Linked DNA regions of Mus musculus: region 2 is linked to region 1. The links are chromatin contacts, called in public HiChIP or PLAC-seq maps. All regions are on one chromosome and are shown on one strand. The core of a region is the stretch at or near the end of the contact, and the rest is flanking DNA. Distances in the headings are between cores, read along the strand shown. Region 1 has its middle 170 kb from the start of Rnpc3. Region 2 holds the start of Col11a1 (collagen, type XI, alpha 1).

The links. HiChIP or PLAC-seq counts read pairs in DNA pulled down with a chosen protein or histone mark.
Region 2: an H3K27ac HiChIP or PLAC-seq map of oligodendrocyte precursor cells shows a contact between it and region 1, with 2.5 times the contacts expected there. The contact joins the promoter of Col11a1 here to the enhancer-like site in region 1. A contact is called at or near these places in 5 of 39 promoter capture datasets (the 3T3-L1 cell line, 3T3-L1-derived adipocytes, the HPC-7 cell line and 1 more), 1 of 15 datasets of contacts at CTCF or cohesin (the NIH/3T3 cell line) and 3 of 115 datasets of contacts at active chromatin or transcription factors (embryonic forebrain, neural progenitor cells and oligodendrocyte precursor cells).

The regions. Positions count from the first base shown.
Region 1 is chr3:113,792,713-113,798,351 of GRCm38.p6, reverse strand. No RefSeq gene overlaps it. Among named protein-coding and RNA genes, the nearest start is that of Rnpc3, 170 kb to the right of the region's middle. Within about 2 kb of position 1,746, at least 4 of the 459 cell types and tissues checked have an H3K27ac peak or open chromatin away from gene starts, as enhancers often do. A contact at or near this core is called in oligodendrocyte precursor cells, where this site is marked.
Region 2 is chr3:114,026,415-114,031,861 of GRCm38.p6, reverse strand. It overlaps Col11a1 (collagen, type XI, alpha 1), which reads right to left and starts at 1,322. Exons shown (of 67, transcript NM_007729.3): 1 at 859-1,322. The coding sequence starts at 961.

The DNA of each region.
Region 1 (5,639 bases), core at 497-2,996:
ATATATAAGAGAATGTACAGAGATGCTGCACCTTTCAATACTGCTATTCAAGAAACAGAAGCTTGAAGATATCTGAGTTGGACACCAGCCCTGTTTATATAGTGAAGAATAGGCCAGCTAAGATACATAGCAAGACTCCTTTACAAAACAAAAACCAAAATAAGGAAGGAGAATACAGAAGTCAATAGGGACCACAGATTCTCTGAACATAACTTCACAGAAGCTACAACAGTGTCTAAAATAGCTTAATAGGGAAGACAAAAGCAAGTCTTTGAGCTTGTTTTTTTGTTTGTTTGTTTGTTTGTTTATTTTGTTTTGCTTCGTTTTGTTTTCTTGATCAAGGACCAGCTAAATCCAGAATTCTTTACAGCCTTCAACACGGAATATTGCTCTCTTGTGGATTCTGTCTCTGTTTCTATCTCTCTCTGTTTGTCTCTGTCTCTCTGTGTGTGTCTCTCTATGTCCCTCTGTCTCTTTCCCCCTTTCTCTGTCTGTTCCTCTCTAGGTTTCTCTGTCTCTGTCTCCTTCTGTCCCTCACTCACTCCCCATCCACCTCTCTCGGTGTCCTCTGAGTATGTGTGTGTGTGTGTGTGTGTGTGTGTGTACACATGTGTGTTTGTATCCTATCTGTTGATGGAGATCAATGGGTTTCTGCATGCTAGATAAATATTCTAGCAGTCTATCATTTACTTCTGAGCCTGATTTCTCAGTTCTGTTTAAACTTCTGCACTATAATATGTAAAGTTTTGTACTTCCTTTTAATATATTTTAAGATTATTTTATGTAATGTAGCAAAATTTAAATGACCAAAATATTTGCTTTGTTTAAAACTGTGATGATCAATTCCGATTTTAGACTTGGGAAGATCTAGAATCAGTGAAAAGACAAGCACCTTAGGATGTCCGAGAAAGATAGTTTATATTAGTTTAATTGTAGTGGGAAATCCACCCCAAATGTGGAAGCACAGTACTAGAGCCAGGGTTCCTGATGAACATTAAAGGAGAAAGCAGGCAGAGTCCCAGCATCCATCAGTCTGTTTCCTGACTATGGACGTAGTGTGATCGCAGCCTTCTGCTTCTGTAGCCATCCCTTCTCTTCTTTAATGGACTTCATTTCCTGAAGCTGTGGTCCAAGTTTAAGTTTTCCTTCCTTCCTTTTCCTTGCCATATATTTTGTCTCACAGATTTTTAAATAAAAAATAACCACTAAATTTTTCAGAGCAATTTGTTTCGGTTATTTTTATATATCCTTATGATACCATCACAAAATTAAAACAGTTTATGCTCAATATTGATGGCTCAAACATCATATAATAAAAAGAAACAAATGAGCTTGTTTTTAAATGAACTATTTTCTCATGATAAACCTAATCTGGGATAGGTATGGATGTTTTTCCTTTTTTTTTTTTTTTTTTCCTGTATACGTGACTTGTCCCAAGTGTAGAAACTCATACTTTTTTCTTTCATTAAAAATAAACTAAACCATTAGTGAGTGAGTCTTGCAGTTACCCTTACATGCTATTTTACATTTTACCTTGAATAGGTCTTCTATAATGATTTATTTATTAGTTTTTTCAGTTGATTCCTGTTTTCACACATTGCACTGAATTATTTCCTTGCAAAGTCCTGAAAGGAATCATACAAATGCAGCCATCCCCAAACATTTGCTGAATGCAGCTGGCCTCGGGTGACATAGACTAGCTTCCCAGAACCCACACACACTCACCTATATTCACAGCTCATGTGTAAATGAATGGAGCTTTTCACAACAGTAGAGAGGGACCTGTGCTCACTTTGAAAGAACTGTTGTACCATGTATACATATTCTACCACATTTACCATCTTTATTTGTCTAGCACAAATCTTTCTGTCCAAAGCTTTGCTACATTTAGACTCTTATTCATTATTCACTATTCAACATTCACTTTTTTCTGGGAAATGATAGGAGTTTGAATATTTAACTTGCCCTCCTATAAAAATAAACAGCATGGTTAGCACCCTCCTAGACAAGCTAAAAGCAGCAATTGAAATAGTCGAATCTGATAGTTGAATTCATAATTCATTTATTTGAATATATGGTTTTGAGACTCTTGAATCTGAGTCATGTATTCATTATAAAAATTTTTGTTGGCCTAAGTTTTTAATATGAAGAGAGTTGACATATATAATGCTATAATAACTGATAGAAATAAATTTTTACACAATAGGTACATGTAGAGATGTACATTTCAGAAAATATAGATGTGATAGATTTTTCTTTTTATAGAATTTGATCATGTATTTCATCACATACATGCATGTAGATTCATTTTTATTATGTTTTGTTATTTAATACATTTTTAAATTTAAACATATTTTTTCATAGTCTTACCCTCCTCTAAGTCGTCCTCTCCCCTCCCAAAGAATGTAACTTTGTGTTATTTTTCTAAAAAATAAAATAAAATCCCAATACAAGTCCCTCCAGAACCACAAAACTATAACCAAATAAATATATATACATGAAGAGAGAGAGAGAGAGAGAGAGAGAGAGAGAGAGAGAGAGAGAGAGAGAGAGAGGGAGGGAGGGAGAGGGAGAGGGAGAGAGAGAGAGAGAAATACTATGAAGTTCATAATAGGTTAGTCTATTTTTCTTGAATATGATCTCTGCCCAAGAGTGGTTGCCCCAGTACAGGAGAACACTAGAGCCAAGAAGTAGGAGTGGGTGGATAGGGGAGCAGGGGCGGGGGAGGGTATAGGGGACTTTTCAGATAGCATTTGATGTGTAAATGAAAAAATATCTCATAAAAATTTTAAAAAGAAAAGAGTGGTTGATATACCTAGTATCACTCCATTGGAGAAAACTTATTTTCCTTCTTTAAACAGTATAATATCTATTTAGTTTCTAATAATAATAAGGCAATAATGATTCAAAAGCATGAATCTGTCAGGCCGGACAGATTAATTCAAGCAGTGGCAAAGTTACTATGACATACTATAAAAGATTCTACTATGACCCAATGAGCAAGTGGATCCATAAAATTATTTACCATATAAAATATATGCTTGGAAAAATACACATGAAAATTAAATTAAATTAAATTATACTAATTTTCTTTTTAAAGATGCCCTACTTTCACTGTGATTCTGTTTTTGCTTTGGCCATGTGTAGAAAGAGAAAAACCTTCACTGCATTTCACTGAAGAAAGAATTGTATGTAGAGTATGTTGTAATTTTACCACTTCCACTCTCCAAACAGGTAAAACAGAAATGAATAACATTTATATTACCTATGACTTCAAGCCACAATTTTCCCAATTACACCATTGCTAAGTGAAACTATTTAATTTATTTTCCTCAATCTTTATTAAAAATATATATAAGAAAAGTACCTTCCTGGGTTGAAGAGTGTCACAAGATTTTCCCTGTTCAATTGCATTAATACAGAGGAGGTCTGTGATTGGACAGGGAGAAGGGAGGTGAATCAAAGAGTTGCAGAAAGAGGGAGAAGGAGATAGAAAGGTCTCAGGAGGGGAAAACCAGTATGGAGGCCAATATGGTGCTATCAAAATGTTAGAATAATTGGGTTAAAGCTGTATCATTATCAATTGGCTCTGAAATCATTGTATTAACATCATCTAAACTGTGTTATTATTGATACATAAATCTATTTGTCTAATTAAGCATTAAGAGTCTTGATTTTACTAGATAATTAAGTGTTGAGATGGCTAACCAGGGGGTAAGTGGGGCATTGCATGGAAGCGAGAAGAACTCGGGGGCCATCCTAGAAATGGCCTGGCAGGAGCCCTGTGGCCTCAAGGGGCTGGAGAGTTAGCAGGCCGAGAGATCAAGCGAATGAGATCACCTGGCACAGGGGCTAGCTCCAGAGAGTTGGCGGTGGCAGGAGCACGGGAGCATGACCTGGCCCCGCTGAGAGTTGGTGGAATCATTTTTTAATATTTCTCTCAACAGAAGAGAATGAAACATCCTAAGGAACATTTGGCATAGTGCATGTATCCAACTATAAGAGATTATAGCGGTTATGAAAACAAAACTTTGCTTCTGAAATTGGAATCCTAACAAATATAGTTCAAATACAGGACACTTACAGACATATCTTATTGGAAACAGTCACAGGAGAAGAAGTGATGAGCAGTGGAGAGACTATAACAATAGCCACTATTGTGACACAGACTCTCATCTTTCCATGATGTGCCACAGTCTTTTGTTGCCATTCTAAGGCTTTAGTAACTGTCTTAATTTACTTACAATTAATGCTGGGAAAGGCCGAAGGAGAGATCATCTGAACGGCAAGTTTATTCTGCCTTATAATCGTTATGCTAGATGCAATCTACTGTGAAGAAATCTGACCCTCCCCCAAACATTATGATCCATTGCTCCTGCCAATAATAATTCCATTTATATTCCCTTCTGCCAGAATCCATTAAGTAAAAGTTATAGTTTTAAGGGAAGTTATGATTGTCTTAAGTCTTCTGATAGAAAGAAATGTGCATTTTCAAAAAACAGCCTGACATCATAAAGCTTACAGTTATGTGGGGAAAACTAGAGATTATGCAAAATGTGTAAAGACAAACAAGGTCTGACACACAGCATCCTATCTACAGGTGCCAGCCCTGTAGTGTGGAGGAGCTGACAGTCAGTACTGAAGGTAGACATATTAGTTTAGGAACATCGATATCAAGAGGCAGCAGTAATACTTTATAATATTACTTTTTAATTTTTTATTTTATTTTATTTTAATTAGGTATTTTCTTCATTTACATTTCCAATGCTATCCCAAAAGCCCCCTATACCCTCCCCTCCTCCCCTACCCACCCACTCCCACTTCTTGGTCCTGGCATTCCCCTGTACTGAGACATATAAAGTTTGCAAGACCAATGGGCCTCTCTTTTCACTGATGGCCAACTAGGCCATCTTCTGATACATATGCAGCTAGAGACACAAGCTCCGGGAGGTACTGGTTAGTTCATATTGTTGTTCCACCCATAGGGTTGCAGATCCCTTTAGCTCCTTGGGTACTTTCTCTAGCTTCTCCATTGGGGGCCCTGTGATTCATCCAATAGCTGACTGTGAACATCCACTTCTGTGTTTGCTAGGCCCAGGCATAGCCTCACAAGAGACAGCTATATCAGGGTCCTTTCAGCAAAATCTTGCTAGTGTATGCAATGGTATCTGCATTTGGCGGCTGATTATGGGATGGATCCCCAGATATGGCAGTCTCTAGATGGTCCATCCTTTTGTCTCAGCTCCAAATTTTGTCTCTGTAACTCCTTACATGGGTGTTTTGTTCCCAATTCTAAGAAGGGGCAAAGTGTCCACACTTTGGTCTTCATTCTTCTTGAGTTTCATGTGTTTTGCAAATTGTATCTTATATCTTGGTTATTCTAAGTTTCTGGGCTAATATCCACTTATCAGTGAGAACATATCATGTGAGTTCTTTTGTGATTGGGTTACCTCACTCAGGATGATGCCCTCCAGGTTCATCCATTTGCCTAGGAATTTCATAAATTCATTCTTTTTTAATAGCTATTTTTTAGAAAAATTACCCCCTTTAAATATGTGAATAAACATATTGCTCTTGTCCTAATTTATTAACTAACGCAAGAACCTGGCTTATACAATGAATTCCTAGATTGTCCTCAT
Region 2 (5,447 bases), core at 73-2,572, 230 kb before region 1:
CCTTACCTTCCCCCTCCTATCCCAGGCCCCCTCCTCTTCCTCCCTATCCCTAGTCGTCTGCCCACCACCCCATTTGCTTGGAGACTTTCCTCGCCCTCCAAGAGAGTTGTAGGTCCAACCTGCAAGAATAAGCTGTTTGGAGGGGACAAGGGATGAGCGAGGATGAGGGTGTCACGGAGAGGAGGGGGGTAATCATCAGGAGAAACTGCCCCCCCCCCTTCTGCCCCGAGCACTCCTGAACTCCACTTTATCGTCTGGGAAATGTGTTCCTCTGAGAACATTTCAAAATGCCACACACAAAGTGCTCTCAATCTTCTAGCTTCATCCCCGCTGGTTTCTCTTATATCCTCCAAAGTAAAAACAGCCCGTTTTTCACTTCCTTGCAGACAAAGAAGTTTATCACAGTTCACTTTATACTCTTTCTCAGTATTTTCTCCTCAGGTCACCCTTCAAAAGATATCTCCTTTAGAACCCGAAGAAACCCAAAGATTGGTTCAAAGGACCGAGGACTCTGAGTAAAGACTGTTCTTGAAACAAAAGCTTTGTACCACTGCCTTCCTGTTCAAGGTAATTTTTTTTTTCTTTTTGCAAAGAAAATGAGAAGGGATGATGGGCTTTCTCAGCCTGCCCGGTGCCTGACAGATCTTTTAATCCTGCCACCTACCTCCTAGCCCATTACTGTCCCGCCTACATCCATCTCCCTGTCTCTCCAGTTTCCACACTTAACCCGGTAGCAACTACAATCTGGATTTTATTTAAAAGAAGTGGGGAGACGACAAGGGAGAAGAGCACACACAAAAAAGAAGAAAGCCGGGTGGCAATGTCCCACCTCCCCAAACTTTTTTTTTTCCTCCTTACCTCCTCTGACCTCTCTAGCTTGGAAGAGAAAAGTCAAGGCGAGGGTTGAGATGGTGAGATCCCAGATCCACCGTTTCGTTTTCCACCTGGACCAGGGCTCCATCTCCAAGCCCCACGCTCACGACTGTGAACCCACGAAATTGCCACTGCAGACCAACTTTGTCCCTTCCAAGGTGTCGCCTACGTTCGCTACACAGCCATCCGGAAGGGAAAGGGAGTAAAAAAAAAAAAAGTCAAAGGGCTCTAATTTTTTTTTTTCCAATTTGATGGTTTGCTTCCTTCCTGTCTCTCGCCCCCTCCTCTCCCTTTGGGGTGGCCCGCAGGAGACTGCGACCCCGGGACCCGTCCTACGCCTGACCCTGCCTTCAGACTGAGGGCAGATGAAGGGTTTCAAGAAAAAAAGCCGAAAGCACTGAGCACCCCTAAAGGCTTCATGCTGTGGGTGGGCTGGACAAGAGGCTCGCGCAGCCCCCTCCTCCGCCCACTCCTCCCGCCTCCTGTGTGCCCGAGAAACTGACAAGCCGACTGAAGGTCATACCCAATCACAGGCCTCCCCGCAGCCTTGAACCCGCCCAGTCTCTCCCTGGAGGATCCAGACTTCTGTGCAGGCCCAGCCCACCAGCCACCCTTCATCTTCCCTCTCCTTCCCCCCCTCCTCAAATCCCCTGAAAAGAAATGGGAGGGAGTTAGGCGGGACCAAAGCTGGACTCCTGCACTTTGGGAATGAAAGGAATTGCAGGACAGCCCCGCAGCACACGGGACGTTCGAGTAGCTTCTGTATTCAATAAAAACCAAGCACTCTGCTCGCACCAGTCCGGGAGCCCCCCCCCCCTTTCTTCGGAGGTGGGAGGGGAAAGAGGGGAGAAGACCAGCATGTTCACTGGCCCCACGGCTGGAGTCCTGGACTGGCAGCGGTAATTTTATCCATCTCCAAAAACCTTGCTTCCTAAGGCAGCCATGGAATCAGGAACCAGTGGGCTCTGTGCTGCCTGCATCCAAAAGTGTTTTACTAATATTTTTAAACTAGAGACTAACGAAGGTGGCATGAAGGAACTCTAAAGATCAAAATCCTCATCTTGTAGGCAAAATCTAGTTGGTGAGATGAAAGTTAAGCTTCTCAAATGTTCAAAGACTGCCCAGAGCTCACTGAGGGGCTTGTCTGCAAGAAAAGAGGAAAGACCAAGAACCCATAGCAGTAGAAACTAAGGGAATCAGTCACTTGCTTTTCCAGCAAATCCTGATACTGGATGAAAGGGAGAAGCAGGGAATAGAGAAGGACAGGAAAGCTGCCTGCAGAATTCTCCAACCAATCCAGTCAGTTTCTTTACTGGCCTGGCCTGGCCCTGAGCCTTGGGGCTGAAAACGTGGTCACTCCACTAGCAAAGTCTAACAAGAGGGAAGTGGTTCTAAGAAACCCATCTCCTCCTCAGTGTATCTCTTAAATCTATACATTTGATTCCCTGGTCAGTTTTCTGCATATTTGAATTCCTCCATCCTCCTGATTGGTCTTTTGTGTTTTAAATCATTTCTGAAACGTGTCTCTCCCACAGTGAGTGCCATGTCCAATGTCCAGCAATGGACAGAAGTAGGAAGTGTCCAACAGGGTACCAGCATACATTACCCACTCCATAGAGAAGCTTTGAAGGAACACGTTCATTTTCTCTACCAACACAGAGACTAGAAGGCAGGACTTACTGTTAGCATTTCAGTCATATCAGTGCTTAAGGGCCTTCAATTAGGCTTATCAAGCGTGCACGTTCAAGTCTTTATTTGATGCTAAGCTTTAAACCATGGGGTCTTTTCTAAATGATCCGTTAAGACATGACTAATTGGACTATATAAAATGTCTTCATATGGTTTAATAGTTGGCAAACTAGCTGGAAATTGATAAAAAATCAGAAGTAGAATATACTAAAAGCAACTAGAAATATTTCTACATAAATGTTATTCTCTGCACCAAAGAACGATTTCCTAATCATAAAGTTTCTTTGGGATTACAGTCTAAAACACAAACAAACAAACAAACAAACAAAAAGACCTATTTATTTCTTGAAATGAGGCCAGCAGAATGTTTGAGATGCCATTTATAAGAGAAATAGGGCCAACTAGCTCTTCAATCTATTAACATATTTTACCAATATAGTTTACCAACATATTGTATTTGAACCTGGAATGTCTAAATACAAATTAAAGATCTTACATTTGAAATATAAGTAATTCAACACCTTTGTTATGCCTCTTACTTTCAGGTGGAAATTGTGTATGTATTTGTGGCTTCGCCTATACTTGCCTTTTCTGTCCAATTCTCTCTGCATGTAAAAATCATTTTCTAGGTCCTTACTTAAACATAAAATGTGAAATGAATACATATTAATTTAGGAATACTTACTTGTGAGCTGGCCAGTGACAGAGCTTACAGCAACATATCTAGTGTTCTAAATTATTTTCCCCTCACTCTCCTGTATACTGAGAGCTCTGTGGCATGTATGGTCCTATTCTAGGTGAGAAGGATCCAGGCACTGCCTTCTGCTCACATCTCAGACCTCATTGCTTGTGAAAGGGTTCTTTCAGGCAAAAATGTCTTGAGTGAATAGAGTTATTGCTGTCTTACACGTCTGTACTCTGTGGTTTGAATTCCTCTGGCCTTTACCCAACTAGGCACAACCTGGGTCTGAATTAATGCCTCTGGAAGGAAGCATACTGGAATCACAGTGAGGTGTAATTATGCCTAACCTCTCTAGCCTGTAGCTGACTGTCAGATGGTGTATCTCCCAGAAACCTGGTCATGGACTTTCAGATGAACTGAATGAAAGAATGGATAAAAGGAGCAAACATGAAGAAACCAACCAAATCGAGGGATCCATCCAAGCTGCCTTCAGCTTCACACTAGGGAACATCCAGTAGAGTTATTTCCTGAGTGACCTTTCAGCCTGACACTGCTAATTGTTTATACAAACATTCAAAATGTAATAGAATGTGACAGTTTCACTAATGCAAGGTCTTAGATTTGAAGCATAGTTAGTAACATACTTTCATATTGTCAAAATGGAAAAATGTTGGTGATATTTTGTCAACTTTGTACAGTAAATTATGATATGTTAGCCTCATAAAAAACCATGTAAAGCCAGATAAAGATAACCCTTTCTCTACAATGATATTTAAATAATATATTTGTATTGCCTTATAAGAGAACCAAGATAGCAATTTTAATTACAGATTAACAATCAGATAAAGAAATTGAATGTCTTAATTAATCTTCAGAACCAATGGATCTTTATTAAATATTGGGAAAAACCCACAGCTCCTCCTTAATGCCCTCACAAATTCTAGGAATCAAGGAACCCCTGTTTCAGAGCCAAGGTTTCATGTCCTGAGACATTAATAACCACACAGACACCAAAGACACATTATTCAAGTCTTAATGCACACAGTGTTAGATCAGAGGTAGAGAGAGTTGTTTAATAATCTTTAAATTAAAATAGGTAGGACTAAGGGAAAGAAACTGATGCTACAAAATACAGGGCATATTTTATAACTTTTGGCATTAATTCTCTTTTTCCCATGGTCCTGTGTTAACTTTCCTCCTGTTCCTTCCTACAGTGCTGGGGACAGAAGAAAGCACCTGTGTGTGGTACAAAGATTATACTCTCAAACTATATCTCTATATCTGCTCTACCTTCCTAGTTTTAATAGATGAATAGGCACACACACACACACACACACACACACACACACACACAAATACACCAGGAAAGAAATAAAAACTCTGCAGTTTTATTATGTTTTGATATACTAATTACTAAGACTTGAACTTTTCAGAAATATTTTTTAAAGTGCTTTTAATCTGGTCTTTCTCTTACAAAAGTCTCATGGTGAGTCTTTCATATTCTTTTTTGGACTTCAGTTCATTTATTTTGAGGAAAGACTGAAAAAGCAGTTTGACATTCACTTTACAGTTTTCCTCTTACATAAGTGGAAGAAATTAGTCTCTTTAAATGTGCAGTTACTCCTCTTACCTCACAGATGGGTCATTGTCTTGTAGAAAGTAGGAGCTCAAAGAGGCCAGCGGTGTTTATTTCTATAGCATAACCACATCCACAAGAACTCACAATGACAACTGAATATTGTGTTTGTAATTTTACTATGCAGTCATTCACAGAACTTCAAAGGAACTCAAATTTAGGTCAGTTTCCATCTGAATTTTCCAATAAATAGTTCGCATTTGCAACATTGAATGAGCCCATTGAGAAAGATTGCAGGTCCACAGTGTCAGAAAGGGTCTAATGCAAAAGCAAAGGTAAGTGAGCCCTCAAGAAGGAAAGGGTTTGATTGTGTGCATCAACATGTTTCAACTCCTTAATATTTTTATTTAAGTCCCTTTAGTGGGGCCTCAGCACTTGCTGCTCTTCCAAAGAACCAAAGTTCAGTTCTCAACACCATTATGAAGTGACCAAAACCAGCTGTAACTCCAGCTACAGATCTGATGTCCTCTTTTGGCCTTTGTGCACACACACATACAGACACACACACACACACACACACACACACACACACACACACACACACACCATATACTCACTGCATTCACT